Regions from separate parts of the Mus musculus genome. Here region 2 is linked to region 1. A link is a contact called in public HiChIP or PLAC-seq data. All regions are on one chromosome and are shown on one strand. Each heading gives the region's core, a stretch centred on a gene start, on an enhancer-like site or on the middle of the called end of the contact. The rest is flanking DNA. Distances are from core to core; before and after follow the strand shown. Region 1 overlaps Oxr1 (oxidation resistance 1). Region 2 overlaps Oxr1 (oxidation resistance 1).

The links. HiChIP or PLAC-seq counts read pairs in DNA pulled down with a chosen protein or histone mark.
Region 2: a contact with region 1 is called in an HNF4G HiChIP or PLAC-seq map of pancreatic cancer cells. The contact joins two enhancer-like sites. A contact is called at or near these places in 1 of 484 Hi-C or Micro-C datasets (the HL-1 cell line) and 1 of 115 datasets of contacts at active chromatin or transcription factors (pancreatic cancer cells).

Annotation. Positions count from the first base shown.
Region 1 is chr15:41,595,534-41,599,559 of GRCm38.p6, reverse strand. All of the region lies in intron 2 of Oxr1 (oxidation resistance 1), which reads right to left. Among named protein-coding and RNA genes, the nearest start is that of Oxr1, 150 kb to the right of the region's middle. Within about 2 kb of position 1,784, at least 5 of the 459 cell types and tissues checked have an H3K27ac peak or open chromatin away from gene starts, as enhancers often do. A contact at or near this core is called in pancreatic cancer cells, where this site is marked.
Region 2 is chr15:41,725,786-41,729,811 of GRCm38.p6, reverse strand. The region is part of intron 3 of Oxr1 (oxidation resistance 1); the gene reads right to left. Among named protein-coding and RNA genes, the nearest start is that of Abra, 140 kb to the left of the region's middle. Within about 2 kb of position 2,066, at least 62 of the 459 cell types and tissues checked have an H3K27ac peak or open chromatin away from gene starts, as enhancers often do. A contact at or near this core is called in pancreatic cancer cells, where this site is marked.

The sequences.
Region 1 (4,026 bases), core at 535-3,034:
TGCTGTAAAGCTTCCTTTATCCTGCACTTTCATCCCAACAGAGCTTAAGGGGTTGAAAGTTAGCAAGTTCTTGGAGATTTTATTCACGGTGGAGGCTTCATTATAGGTATATATTAAATGGCATGAACATTGAATGTGTTTCCAACTTATTCAACAGCTTTATTAGGAACCTCCTATGAGGTCATACTTCAAAGTAGCATACCTATGTTTAGAATCTAGGTTTAATTACGTGACTTTAAAGCACACACACACACACACACAACACACACACACACACACACACACACACACACACACACACACACTTACTGATATACCAGTGGCTTCTGTATATCTGTACACACATCATATGTACATATGTAGATTTTGGCAAGGGATGGTAAGGTTTATGTTAAATATTGAAAAGAACTTTTTGTTCATGTTGTTTGAGAACTTTTTATTAGCAATGGTGAGTGAGAAATTTAACTTTTGTATATGCACTATACAATGACATTTGGGAAAAGATCACAATGAGAAGAGGCATTGGTATATATTTATTTTGGTATCATTAAGAGACTATTCGAAGGCCTTTCCTCCCCTTCCATGGCCCCTTTTTTAATTTCCACGTTTCTAAATTCATTCCGTATCACTAGTAGCTGTGATACACAGTCAAGAAAGAATGCAGTGTTTGCCTCTCTGGGCCTGTGTTAACTCACTCAATATAGTATTTTCCATCTCCAAAATTTTTTTGCTACTTCATAAGGTCAGTGCCTTTTTAGGGCTGAAAAAATTCCATTGTATGTATATCATAATTTCCTAATTCATTTCTCAGTTAACTCACAGTACACATCATCTGAGCCATTTTCCTAGCATTAGTGAACATGGCTGGGCACACAACTCGTAGTTGGTTGGATAAAGTCATATGTATATCCCAGGAGTGTTATATCTAGGTCATATGGTATATCTATTTCTAGATTTTTGAGAAGTTCCCAGACTGCTTTCCACAGTGGTTGCACTATTTCTATTTCCCCCAATAACATGTGAGGATTCCCTTTTCTCTATATCACCAACATATTTTAATGTCATTTATAGTCTTGATGGTAGCCATTTTAATTGGGGTGATGTTGAATCTACCACAGTTTTCATCTGCATTTCCCCGATGGCTAAAGGGTGTTGAACACTTTTTAAAAATAATGTTTTTATTTATACTGTGAGGATTTTATACAATATATTTTGATTGTATTCATTACTATAGTGCATTGCTGATACTTTGAAAATACCCTAAAATTAATTTGTCCTTTCTGACTTACAGGGAGAAAACATAATGATGTTAAAGCCACTTCCCTTTGAGTATGCTTTGAAAGCACTTGGTAGTTGACTATGTTATTCACAAGACTTCATTTTCTCTATGATAGAGGCGGCAATATCAACTCTAAGATATTCTGAGCTCTGCCTCTGCCCTACTTCTCAGACTTCTGACTCTATAAAATAGGTAACAACTTTTTTTTTTCTGTAGAGGTGGAGAAACATTTTACAAATGGCAGACACTCAGAAGTGGAGAAAGGGAAGGGAAGTGTTGTTCTCAGTGTTACAAAGAGATCAATACACCCTTCTTCCTAAAGCAGCTCTTAGAAAGTAAGGCAGTTGAAAACAATGCTAAATGCTCCCATTTTTAGTGCTGAAAGAACTAGATATGGAATGAACAAAGTTTACACCAAAGAAGGCAAACATGACACACATTCCCATCTGTGCTAGGTGCGACTGTATTTTTTAAATGCCAGTGACTTTCACCCCATTATTTCCTTCCTAAGATTAAGCAAACAAGACTAGCCCATTGGTTTACATAACATATAAAATTCCTTCAACACTTTGCAAATGTCCTTTGATGTTTTTAAAAAAAAAAACCCTATTCATTCTGCAAGAGATTACAGCTTCAGGAAAAAACCGCTTACAGAGAACAAAAGACACCAGCTCATTATGCAAATAAAAGCAAAAAAAATTCCATCCACACGCATAAACATAAAAAGGCTACAAAAATCCTTCTATTCTTACTTTTAACTTTACAGGGACATAATTTCTATGGCCATCTATTCAAAGAAACAAGTTATTATAGAGATTACTGAAAAATGTTTATATTGAAGCTTTAAATATATTATATATAAACCCATAAGCTTTAAATATATTATAGAAATAACAGCAGACATAAAAAAGTTCTAGGAGAATTTCATAGTAATATTTCTTAGAAAAAATGATAAATCCAGAAGCAGACTGCTTAAAAACTTAGGCACAACCTTTGGAATTGGGAGAGGTAACACACACACACGCACACACACACGCACACACGCACGCACGCACGCACGCACGCACGCGCACACACACGCACACACACGCACACACACACACGCACACACACATTTTTATGTCTTAGTGTGAATTGTCTCATAAGTGCTTGTATTTGAACACTTGGTCTCTGCATGTGTGCTCTGATTGGAGACACCGTGGAGGCTTTGTAACATGGGGCTATCAGGCTGCAGACCACTAGTCTAGCGCTCTGCTGATTTATGCCATGTGAGAAGCTGCCACTGCATAATCTGCCACTACAGACTGAGCCACTCCTACACTTCTTCCTTAGCTAGGATGAACTAAAATTCCCTAAAACCATAAGCCAGAAAATATTCCTTTCCTCTTCAGTTGCATCTGTCAGATATTTGTCCAAGCAATGAGGAACATTTGTTAGATAGATAGATAGATAGATAGATAGATAGATAGATAAATAGATAGATAGAGAGAGAGAGATACACAATATACATATGCAGTCTGTGTATATACATTAAATTATTCTAAATATGAAATTCAAACAAAGTAGTCATTTGTTATGTGTGTTAGATTTCTTGCTGAGTTCTAAGTCTGTTAGTAGAGCCCATGAACTATTGATGGGTATAACATTCTGGCTAGGCATCCTCTTCCCCTGTGGGAGGGCAGAGGTGGAGGAGTAGAATGCTGAGACTCCACATTAGCAGTAGAGTCACTGTTAACAAATTCTTTATACCGTCACAAATGTGTGCACATGTTGTTTGAAGAATGATCACATGGTAAAGAGAAAAGGCGAGAATGTGAGCCATAGTGAAATGGCCAGACCCTGGCTTCTTCTTCCTTAGTCAAGCTTGATATCTGCTGTTGGACTCAGATGCAAAGTGATTATGAAATTTTAGGAAACTAGATTACTATATTTTTACTCCAATCTCTGGGTCCTAGTTGTTGTTTTTTTTAAGTAACCTTTAAATACATACTCATGCTAGATAGGATGAGCATTAATATTGAGGGTATATGTTTGCACCAAGTTTATGGTTTCCAATATCTTATATGTATGACCTGTATTACATGTGTTCATTTTGATTTTAATTTCTAAACCTTTATTTTTTGTGTGGCATGTTGACATCATTTGATACTCAGAATCTGCTTGTATTGTTGCTTCCTATAGTTTGTTATGGGTTCCACAACCTTCTGAATGTGCCCATGCTGGAAGCCTAGTTTTCAATACAGCAGAGTTGAGATAAGGGAACAGTAAGGAGGTGGGGGAAGGGCTTGAGAGATGGACCAGTTAATAAAATGCCTGCCATGCAAGCATGTGTTCAGAGCAGATCTCTGACCTCTACACATACCTGCACAGTGGGGACACATGAAAAAATTCATGTACCCTGTGTGTGTGTGCATGTACACATATGTACACACACATATTCACACAGACCAATGAATGATGTATTGGCTAGTGGGAGTAATTCATTCATGTAGGAAGTGACCTTGGGATGGATTAATGCAAATCTTATGAGACTGGATTGGTTCTGGAGAGAATAGGTTGTGTGAGAGCTCAATCTCTTTCCTGGATGGCCATGTGCCTTTCTTCTGCAAACACACTTGTCATTTAGATGCCACTTGCAATGTGACTTTTACCAGAGACATGCAGAGAACTGCTGTCATGCTCATGTATCTCAGAACTAAAAGGTTCATAATTGCTTCCTTTTTGCAAAGTGCCAGGCCTCAGGTAAC
Region 2 (4,026 bases), core at 817-3,316, 130 kb before region 1:
ATATGCATAACTGACTGCTCTGGTGTATGCCAGACTCAGGGTTTCATATGTATAACTGACTGCCCTGGTGTATGCCAGATTCAGGGTTTCATATGTATAACTGACTGTCCTGGTGTATGCCAGACTCAGGGTTTTATATGTATAACTAACTGTCCTGGTGTGTGCCAGACTCAGGGGTTCACATGTATAATTACTGTGAATGTATTTCACTTTTGTGAATTCTTTTTTTTTTTTCATTTTTTCATGATTTTTCATTAGATATTTTATTTATTTGCATTTCAAATATTATCCCCTTTCCTGGTTTCCCCTCCGTAAACCCCCTATCTCAACCTCCACCCCCCCCCTGCTTCTATGAGGGTGCTCACCCACCCGCTCACCCACATTTTTCTGAATTCTTAAGGTGAAGAACTTGCAGAAAATCCTGTCTGTCCTACACAGCTGGTTGTTTTCATAAAGTATCCCCCAAATTAGGATATTATAAAACAGATAAAGACACAAAGCCAACACATTTGGGAGTCATTAGCACACTCATTTATATTAATCTTTTTCTTTGGTATTAACTGTATTTATATTTTGTCTGAATATTTTTATATATGATTTGAACTTTTTAAATAAAGTTTACTGTTCATTCTTTCCTTGACAGTACGCCAAGTAGTTAAAACCAAGACCCAGAGGAATCATTTTTGCACTTGTAGGTTAATTGAGAGTTTTGCTAGTGGATGAAGGAATTCTCTGTCTGATAGCCTCTTGTCTATGGACAAGTCCCAACATTAAACAGAGATAAGGTTCTGGAAGGGCACAGAAAGTATAGCTAACAAATGGGGAGGCATAGTGAAAATGACTAGCTTCTGCCTTGGCTTGCTGCCTTTGTCCTGTAATTTCTATGGAATCCTAGCCCGGGCAGAGCATTGACATTTTCTAAGCCTTTCAAACCTTACCTACAAAATGCTTCAAGAGCTCATGAGAAACAACTGAAGCACAGGGGATGGAAGGTTTGACTGTCGAAGTGCTGAGAAGTCTTTGGGTATTAGCCATTAAGGGCTGGACGTACAGCACAGTGGCGAGACACTTTCCTTGCCTGTACAAAGCCATGGGATTGGTCTCTAACACTTCAAAAAATGGAAATAAAAAAGAAAAATAAAATTAAAATACCGGCTATTATTTCTCCCCACCAATCTGCCAGTATTATCTCTATGGGGTGCTTAAAAGTAAGGAATTATCAGTATTTCTATTTCTTTCTTGTTTCTTTCATTTTCATTTGACACATGAGGTTCATATTCATAACATCTGTGTTTGAGCGAATGATGCTTACTGCTAGTTATTCTTTTTTTCTTTGTCTTTTATTAGATATTTTCTTTATTTACATTTCAAATGTTATCCCCTTTCCTAGTTTCTCCTCCTAAAATCCCCTATCCTTTCCCCCCTCTCCCTGCTCTCCAACCCACCCACTCCCATTCCTGGTCCTGGCATTCCCCTATACTGGGGCATAGAACCTACACAGGACCAAGGGCCTCTCCTCCCAATGATGACTGAAAAAGCCATCCTTTGCTACATACACAGCTAGAGTCATGAGTCCCACCTTATGTTTTCTTTGATTGGTGGTTTAGTCCCAGGGAGCTCTGGGGATATTGGTTACTTCATATTGTTGTTCCTCCAGTGGGGCTGCAAACACCTTCAGCTCCTTGGGTCCTTTTTCTAGCTCCTTCATTGGGGACCCTGTGCTGTCACTGCTAGTTTTTCTGACAACAAAATCTTGATTCTCCAGATGTGTGAAGATATCTGCGAACACTTTCTCCCATTATAAAGCATGCACACTTAGCAAAAGAAGGTGAAGCAACAAGCAATTCTGAATGAAGGCATCAAATCTCACTGAACAGAGCAGGTCTGTTTGTATTGCATGAAGACAGAAGAGCCTTAGCAGGACCTGGAAGCTATCAGCCAGCAGTACTGACCTAGACTAGAACAATTCTGCAGAGGCCAAAGGGAAGATAAAAGAAGCTATCTGTCATCTGTGTACTGACAGAACTGTGACAAAGCCAAGAAGAATCTGGCAGGAGGAGACTCAAGTGACCAACAGTGTGCCTGTAGGAGGTATCTCAGCAGAAGAGGCATGACTAAGGCCACTAAGTTGTCATCTTGAGTGGAAAAAAACTGAGAGAGAGAGAGAGAGGGAGAGAGAGAGAGAGAGAGAGAGCGAGCGAGCAAGATGAATGTAATGTTTTAGTCATCCTAGAGTATGATGAAGGGAAACTGTAAGAGAGATTTTAATAGCTGGAAGCACGCATGCAATAGAAGACACAGGATTTAGAACATACTGTATGGCTGAGTTTAGTCTGGACAGAGAATCAACTTGTGGGTTAGTCAGTTAAAACATAACAGAGGTCATAAACTGTGCAGTGAATTATTAGAGTTACTGTGACAAGCAATGGTTGGTGTCCCCAGGGAGCTCCCAGAGAAGGAAACAAACAAGACCAAAGGAGAAGCCAATGCCATGAGGAAGAATGTCACAGGATGCTGTGGGAAAAGTGACGGTGGAGTCACTGATTTACAGTTAGTGTGACCTGGGAAGGCACCCAACCAGAAAGATTAAGATGGTCTTTAGAGGGCAGCTGGAGGGAGCCTGGGAGTGTCTCTGCAGACTTGGAGGTGAGAAAGAGAGCTTAGCACAGAGGAAAAGGGATTAGCCTGACGTGGTTGCGGTGTGGACAGTGAGGAGAACCTGATGGTGACACAGAATGCGGAATAGAGATCCAGTCAGGAGGGACCTTGTGGACCATGCAAACTAGGGAATCAGAGGGAAAGCCACTGCAGATGGGGAATGAAAGCAAATATACCAGCTCATTTTTTATAAACAATAAAGTTTTATAATACAGCTGAAAAGTATAAAAACATATTCCTTAAGGTTGAACCATTGATGTTAGATTGTTTTCCTGTCTTTTCAGGTTGGAAAAACCAAATACCACAAACTGGGCAAATTATTTAAAAAAAGGAAGGAAGGAAGGAAGGAAGGAAGGAAGGAAGGAAGGAAGGAAGGAAGGAAGGTAGAAGAGAAAGAGATTTCCTTCTAATGTCTCCAAGGATGGAGGTGCAGGTTTAGTCTCTGTGCGCAGTAAGGATCTGTGTGCAGTAAGAATCTCTAGATCTGCTTTTCCCTAGGCATCCACGTGCTGTTCTAATCTCACGTGGTAGGAAGGATGGGGCATCTCTCTTGTGCCTCTAAGAAGAGTGTGAGCCCCATCATGAGTGCTTTGTCCTCTTGACCTAATTCAGTCCCAAAGGCTCTGGCTTTTAACAAAGAACCTTGGAGGTTAGGGTTACACGAGTTTCAGGGGATACACAACTCAAGTCCTAGCGCTTCATTTCTTTGCTTTAAACATGTATTCGGAAGCTAGGTATGTTTGGCTCAAGCCTGAGATCATAGCACTCTAAAAGCTTAGGAAAAAGGACTGACTATGAGTGTGAGGCCAGCCTGGGCTATACAGTGAGTTGCAAGCCATTCTAGGATACAGAGGGAGATAACTGTGTCATAAAAGCCAGAGAAAGAGGCGAGGAGAGAAGTATTCCGTAAGTATCCGTAATGTGTGTTAGTTCTTCACACACTGATTTGATAAAGGAAAAGAACCATTTGTTCTAGTGAATAGAAACCCCAAGGGGAAACAAAGAACAAACAAAAACCCCTGATATTCCTCTGAAATCCATTACTTGAAAGTTCCCAAGCCCCCTTTTGTTCTTCTTATTTAAACATTCAGTGTAAACACCCTGTCTTTAGCTCTGTTCGAATGTTTTATCTTTACATTTTGTAATGTTCTTTTGACATACCCGAAAAATTGTTACTTGTTATGAAGTTTAAGTCTCTCAAGGGCAGGAGGCTGCATGTTTTGTTAATCGATGGCCCTCACGTACCTGTAGGCATGCCTGGGACTATGGGGTATTCAATAAGCAGCTTAGTGAATTAAATAAATCGAAGAGTTTGTAAATATCTCTATTGAGCTATGCCAAAACTTACACTTTTAAAATGACATAAAG